Linked DNA regions of Gossypium hirsutum: region 1 is linked to region 2. A link is a contact called in public Hi-C data. All regions are on one chromosome and are shown on one strand. Each heading gives the region's core, a stretch centred on a gene start, on an enhancer-like site or on the middle of the called end of the contact. The rest is flanking DNA. Distances are from core to core; before and after follow the strand shown. Region 1 holds the start of LOC107901993 (equilibrative nucleotide transporter 3). Region 2 holds the start of LOC107901991.

The links. A called contact is a pair of places that touch in the nucleus more often than the background predicts.
Region 1: a Hi-C map of leaf shows a contact between it and region 2, with 3 times the contacts expected there. The contact joins the promoter of LOC107901993 here to the promoter of LOC107901991 in region 2. A contact is called at or near these places in 5 of 34 Hi-C or Micro-C datasets (callus, hypocotyl and leaf).

What each region holds. Positions count from the first base shown.
Region 1 is chrD06:42,800,655-42,804,067 of Gossypium_hirsutum_v2.1, forward strand. It overlaps LOC107901993 (equilibrative nucleotide transporter 3), which reads left to right and starts at 1,586. Exons shown (of 10, transcript XM_016828192.2): 1 at 1,586-1,689; 2 at 1,806-1,875; 3 at 1,985-2,089. The coding sequence starts at 1,834.
Region 2 is chrD06:42,628,824-42,632,150 of Gossypium_hirsutum_v2.1, forward strand. LOC107901991 reads right to left here and starts at 1,679. Exons shown (of 3, transcript XM_016828190.2): 1 at 1,494-1,679.

The sequences.
Region 1 (3,413 bases), core at 336-2,835, 170 kb after region 2:
TTTGGTCAATTAAATTTGATCACTAATTGATTAATCGAATTAAATCGATTCAATCAATTAATTAAATTTTAGTTAAATTATGAACCTCCTTACTCTTAATTCAAAAATTAAATAAAGTTAAAAACGATCTATTTTTTAAATTTTCTTTCCTTTTTTTGGTAGCCTAAGGGTTGTCTTAGCTTGGAAACTTGTAGGCAGCCTATGTGGGCCACTCCTTATCGTAATGCATTTACATTAATAAATATCAATGCGCTGATTGTTCCATCGATACACATGCCGAGGAGGTCCATAATTATTTCTTGCCTTTCTTTCTGCAAATGATAGTTATGATAGTTTTGAATTCAAATAAATAAGTTGAATTTTAAAATGAAAACACAATTTTTTTTTGTTTTTTATTCATTTGAACTCAAAATTAAAAAAAGAAAAAAAAAATCGGTTACTGCCCATTTACGTTGACAGCTGCTTTGTTCTTTTATATCTGCCTTTTCCACCTTACTTTTATTTCTCCCAGCTCCACATATTGGAGTTCACATTCATTACTTGGCACTAAAAGAATACCAGCTTATCTTGTTGACTTTCTTATACGGTGGATTACAAAATACTCCTACTAAATATTTTCTCTCATCGTCCTAACTCCTTTGATTAAACCCTAATTTTAATATAATAATAATAATATATTTTCATAGTTGAGTTGTGCCTTTTGAATATTTTATTAATTTAATTGTGAACATTAATCATTAAATGTAAATTTTCTTTTTAAAATTTTTTTTTAAATTTCAACTACATATTTATCATTAATCATTAGAAATATCATTAAATAAGTAAATGTAATAATTCAAGTTGCTTAATTGGAATCACCAAGAACATTTTTTTGGTAATTTTGATGAAAAAGGAAAGAATCTTTTATATGAAGCAAAATTCTATTTCAAATTAAGTATAATGATAAATTTAGTAGTTAATATTTATATTTTTATCAATTTGATTTTCATTTTTATTAGTTAAATTTGATTGTTACTCTTTAAAAACAGAAATATTAATTAAAATATTAATTTTTAATGATGTTGATGTGACAATCCACATGAAGCACTAACGTGTCACTATTTGTCTAATATGCTATGCCAACAAATAATTTAAAAATCATAAAAAAAAATTTTAAAATAAAAATAAAGTTCATAATTTTTTTAAAAAAATTAGCATAAAATATATGTGGACATTTTTAAAAATAATAATAATTTAATTAATATTTTCATAAAAAATAATTAAATTATTTTCCTAAAGCTAAATTTAACAAAAAAAAAGAGTGAAAATAAAAAAAGATATAGATATTAAAAGTTAAAATTATACCTTTAAATTATTCATATTAATATATAATTACCTTTAACTCCATAACTTTCGTATACGGATCCAGCAAAGCTTAACTCGGCCACAACATTAATATGATAATTAATTAATAAAAAATAATGCATTAAATATAATGATCTAAAACGGATCCCATCATAAATTATAATCAATTTTGTTTTTGTACACATGGATTTCCTTTTCTTGAGAGAGAGAAGAATCTTTATTTATATAATGGTATCTCTTCCTTCATTTATAGTTTTTCCCTTACAAAGTCATGTTGTTGCCTTTCACACCCTCTATTATACTATTCAGCTGTTCACACTTCACATCATCCTTCTAAATATTACTGTAAGCTCTTCTGTGTATATATATATATATTTCCATTCTTGCTTATGACCTGCCTTGGTTGAAGAACACCCAGTTTTGATTATCACTGCAAAGTTAAGGTCTTCGTTTTCTGACAGAATCCTGAAGAATACCCAGCAAGTAAACATGACTAATGTTTATGAAGGAGAATCACCTTCAAGGCTTGAGGTTTGTGCTTTCTCGTCTTGTTCGTTTGAATTATCAATGGAGCTTAGAGTTATTTTTTAAATTTAATTACATGTATTATTGACTTAGTTTATTGTTAAAATAAAATCAGGGAAAACTGAGTGCCATGATTGTTTGTTGGATTTTGGGATTTGGATCTCTCATCTCTTGGAATAGTATGCTCACAATTGGAGATTATTATTATAATTTGTTTCCTGTAAGTAAACTCTTCTTACTTTGTGCTTAATGTTTATTCTTTAATTTTTTTCAAATGATATATATGGTTTTAAACATAAAATTTAATTTTTTTGAATTAAAAGTTTACTTCTTTTTATCTTTCCACAGATATTATGGTATATTCCTTTTCTCTTTTATTGAATTTAAAACATAAGATAATGAAAATTTTAATATTTATCCCATAGTAGAGTTATATTTATTGACTATTAGTGTAAATTCATAAAAGTCGTGTCATGGTCAAATTCAATTGACCTTTTTCTATAAATGCAAAATCCGGCTGAGCCTTTTAGTGTGTGTTTTTATTATTAAATCTTAATTTCTAAATAATGGTATTTTTATTCTTATTTCTAAAAATAATATTATTTATCAAGAAATTTGAAAGTCAACTCAACATTAACTTCATTTCCCTTCTATTTTCTCTTTCGTCCGGTTTTATATAATTTTTTTTAGATGGAAAGAGATTCATTTACACCAACAGTTTTACATATTTTTGTACAGTGTAACTAATTAAAATTTTCTGATTATTTATTTTATATAAAAAATTCAATCATTTAATAAATATTAATAAATACAATATTTTAGATCAATATGATAAAAATATCGAATTAGTTTAAAATTTTACAAGAATGATAAGTACAATTATATTGATAAATGATTAAATTTTTTATTAAAACAAAAACCAAATCCAAACATTGTGAAAAACACGTGTAAAACATATTTTTAATAAAAACCCCAAATCATAAATATTAAAATTTGATGATAAAAAATTGTTATATTTAAATTTGGAAATATTTTTTGGATAATTAAAATTAATAAAATAAATAGTGGGATGTAAACTCATAAAATATTATTATATTTGGCTGGCTTTAATTTTTGATAACAATACATATTTATATATGAGCAATTATGCGTATAATATGATAAAAATAAACCCATTTTTGTGAATTATGTGAAAAAGAATAGGATGATTTACAACAATAAAAGAAGATTTATATGTTCACTTGCAACAAACGTGGATGAAAGAGATTATACGAAGTTTAAAAAATGGTAAATATTTTATTTTTAAAGTTAAAAATAGAGATGGTGGCAAAAAAACAGATATCTCTGCAATAAGAAAAAACTTATATTTATTTTTTTCGATACTGTTTAAATAGAAAAAATGTAAAAGATATTTGAAAAAAAGTGAAAAATGAAAAAGAAAATTAGAATTAACATAAAGGGCTGAATTTACTTGTGTACTTATGTAATCTTTAGTTTTGTTTCTTAAACTACATGTATCATTTTTTGTTTTAATATTTTGTGTT
Region 2 (3,327 bases), core at 429-2,928:
TAATAAATTAGATGATATACCATTTAAAGTTTTTAAAATTAAATTCATTTTATTGCGTTTCAAATAATTGTTTTATAATTTCATTAATTATAAAATTATATACAGTTAATTTATTAAATATAAATAAATATAAATCTTTTACTAAAGAGTTAATATTTAATGTATTCAAGATGGTTTTTCAAATAGTTGAGGTAGTTGCTAATAGTAGCTAACCCATGACGTTAATTTTGATTAAAAAACCATCCACTTGCCATATTTGTTGCTCAAGATTTAGACAAATAATTGGTTTCTTTTAATATATAAAATAAAATAAAACCTTGCATGTATGATCAAGGTAATATATAAAATTATATATTATAAATCAATCAAATATAAACCCTTTGCTAAAATGTTAATAATTTACCCAATAATTTTATGCATTATCAATAAACTAAAAGTTAACATATCATTTAAAGTTTTTACAAATAAATCTACTTATGTTCATTTTAAATAGTTGTATCATAATTTCATACATAGATAATATATAAAATTAAAAATTAAAAATATTCGATATACTACTAGTAAAATTTAAAAATTTCGCAAATAAAATTGGGTCTATATAAAGTATAGTAAAAATTAAAAAATTATATAAAAAAATGAGACATGTGACAAATTTATAATATTATTTGTAAAGTTAAAAAAAGTAGATTGTTAGCATACCAAATACTCAACAGTCTTTATTATATATAAATTTTGAGTAAGTATTTGATATATTGGCAATATACTTTTTCTTTATTTCACAAAAAAATTTACATGCATTTTTTTCTAAATAACTAATTTTTAAATATTTTACTATATTTTTATATAACATTTATCAACTCTCAAATATTATTTATAAAGTCTAAAAACTACACTAAAAGTGTACTAAATATTGTCCAATAAACTATTTCTAACGAGTTAACATGTGCATTAAGGATGTATAATTTTATGGATTAAGATAAGTAATCATCTAAATTTTTTTTTAAATAAATGAGTTGAAAGAAAAATTGTTTGTTGAACTTTTTTTTTTCTCTTTTAGGCCAACCTTTTCTACCGACGATGATGACACAGATTCCCGAGAATCATACATAGAAGGTGAAACCCAGTCGGCCGAGGTATGGCCGGACCCGGTAAGAAAGGGGTCTCAGCTAGAAAGCCGTGAAATCAGACACTAAATCTAATCGCCAAAACCTTTACTTTTTTTCCAGGCAAATAGCAAGAGATTCGTGACTGTTAAATCACGGCGAGAAAAGAATAAAAAGACAAAAACAACATCAATCCACGATATATATCATCTTTCTTTTTCCACCCCAAAAACGCCACTACCAATCAAATCTAATACCATCTCGAAACATAAAACAAAGTATTCTCATCTCCATCTATCCTCAAGGATCAAACTTGAATTTATATTATGATGAAATGGCAGAAGATCAAATACCCAAAACTAATCAAAAAGGAAGATCAAACATACTTACCAGTGATAAAATGAATTGAGGAAGGAGGTGTGGGCCGGCAGCGATAACTTGTCTTCAATCTTTTTCCACAGAACGGAGTTGAAAGTGCGGGGATTTGAACATGTAGGGGCAGCGGGCAAGGCAACTACATGCTCCTCTGGGGCCCGGCTGTTACTGTCAGATAGTAGGCAGCAACGTGGCCACGAGTCAGCCCCCTTTTTGTCCCTGAGTTAATGCTATCCTCACGGACTTTCGTCTAGTGTTTCTTTACTGCCCAGTCGTGTATTATTTTATTTTTATATATGGACGTCGCTCAAAAAGTTGCATGTAATAAATTGTCAGGGAGTGTTTGGTTGGTAAGTGGAAACCTTATTTTTCAGGTTCCAATGTACAAAATCATCTTCGATATTATTATATTTGGGGTTTCGGATTATAGTTTAGGGTTGTGAATTTCCTTTTTCTTTTAAATTACTTATTTGAAGTTGATTGATGGAACCTTGTGTTGGTAATAAGTTTCGATTTGGTCGTAAGATCGGCAGTGGCTCTTTTGGAGAGATCTATCTGGGTTCGTCCCATGCTTTTTTTCTCCCTTTGCCTATTTGAGTGTAAGTTGGTGTTTTTTTTTTTAAATTTTTTTTATAATCTCCCTTTTTAGGTACGAACATTTAGACCAACGAAGAGATTGCCATTAAGCTTGTGAGTAGTCTTTGTTTAAAATTTACTTTCTATTTTTGTTGATTTTCTTGCTTTTTGGTTGTTTTCTTGTATGGTGACTGTAGTTTGTTGCTTTTAAGTTTTAACATTCTAAAAAGTAGCGATGTAATTGCTGCTCTGTTTAGGTTTTAACCTGACCTTGTTTCTATTAAATTTCATGTGTTAACTAATGTTTAGAACTTAGTGATATAATCGAGCCATGTTGTCATAATGTTAAGGTAAGGAGTTGTGGAAATCTTTTATTCATTAGTTAGTTGGCTTCTAGCCGAAGTGCATGTGAAGGAGAAATTCTATTTCGATTTCTTTGAGGTGGTTCAGGGGAAGCATGGAAATTAATGTTTATCAATCAATCAATGATGCTTATAAGTTTCTGTCAAAAAAAAAAAGGCTTCATATAAATGTTTAAGTGGTGAAAAGCCTCTGGAGGAACTGCCCCTAGCAAAAAAAAAAAAAAAAAACAAAATAAGAGAAAGTAACGCTGCGACTGATTTTTCAAAAGCTATGAGATCTGAGGCCTTTCTCATTTCCTTCTACGACTTTTTGCAAAATACCCATTTTTTATATTTGATTCTTAAGTCATTCTTCTTTTACACCGTTGTAGTTTTGTGAAGAATGATGATGCAAGCACGGGGCTTTTAGCAGCTGTAATCCTGATGCAAATTTTCTATTAAGTAATTAGCAAAATGACAGATTGGCAGTGCGTTTTTCTCATTGGGATGTCTTGTTTGAGTTTTTTTGGCTTACTTGGTCTGTGAATGTTGCCAATCCCACTGAATATATCTTATTTGCAGTTTACAATATAAAAATGCATAGTCTTTGTTGCTAGGTCTAGTAATTAATACCTCTCTTGGAACAACTCAGATAAAGCTTTGTCTTTCCTAAATGCAAAATGTATTTGCTTTGGGACAGGCATGTTAAACTTTGTTAGGCCTTTTATGATGCGCTTCATGTGTCGATTTCATCAATTGTAGCATCTTTCTCTTCTTAAATTGCTACTTTGAAGCATTGAAAATTTAGTTGCCTGAGAGTCACTCTTTTTCTTGTGTAACCTGAATTAGTACTTTCCATGTTTATTATTTGCTTATAAATTATAAAAAATATGTTATCTGGTAATCCTTATTGTTCATCTTGGTTCTACTGA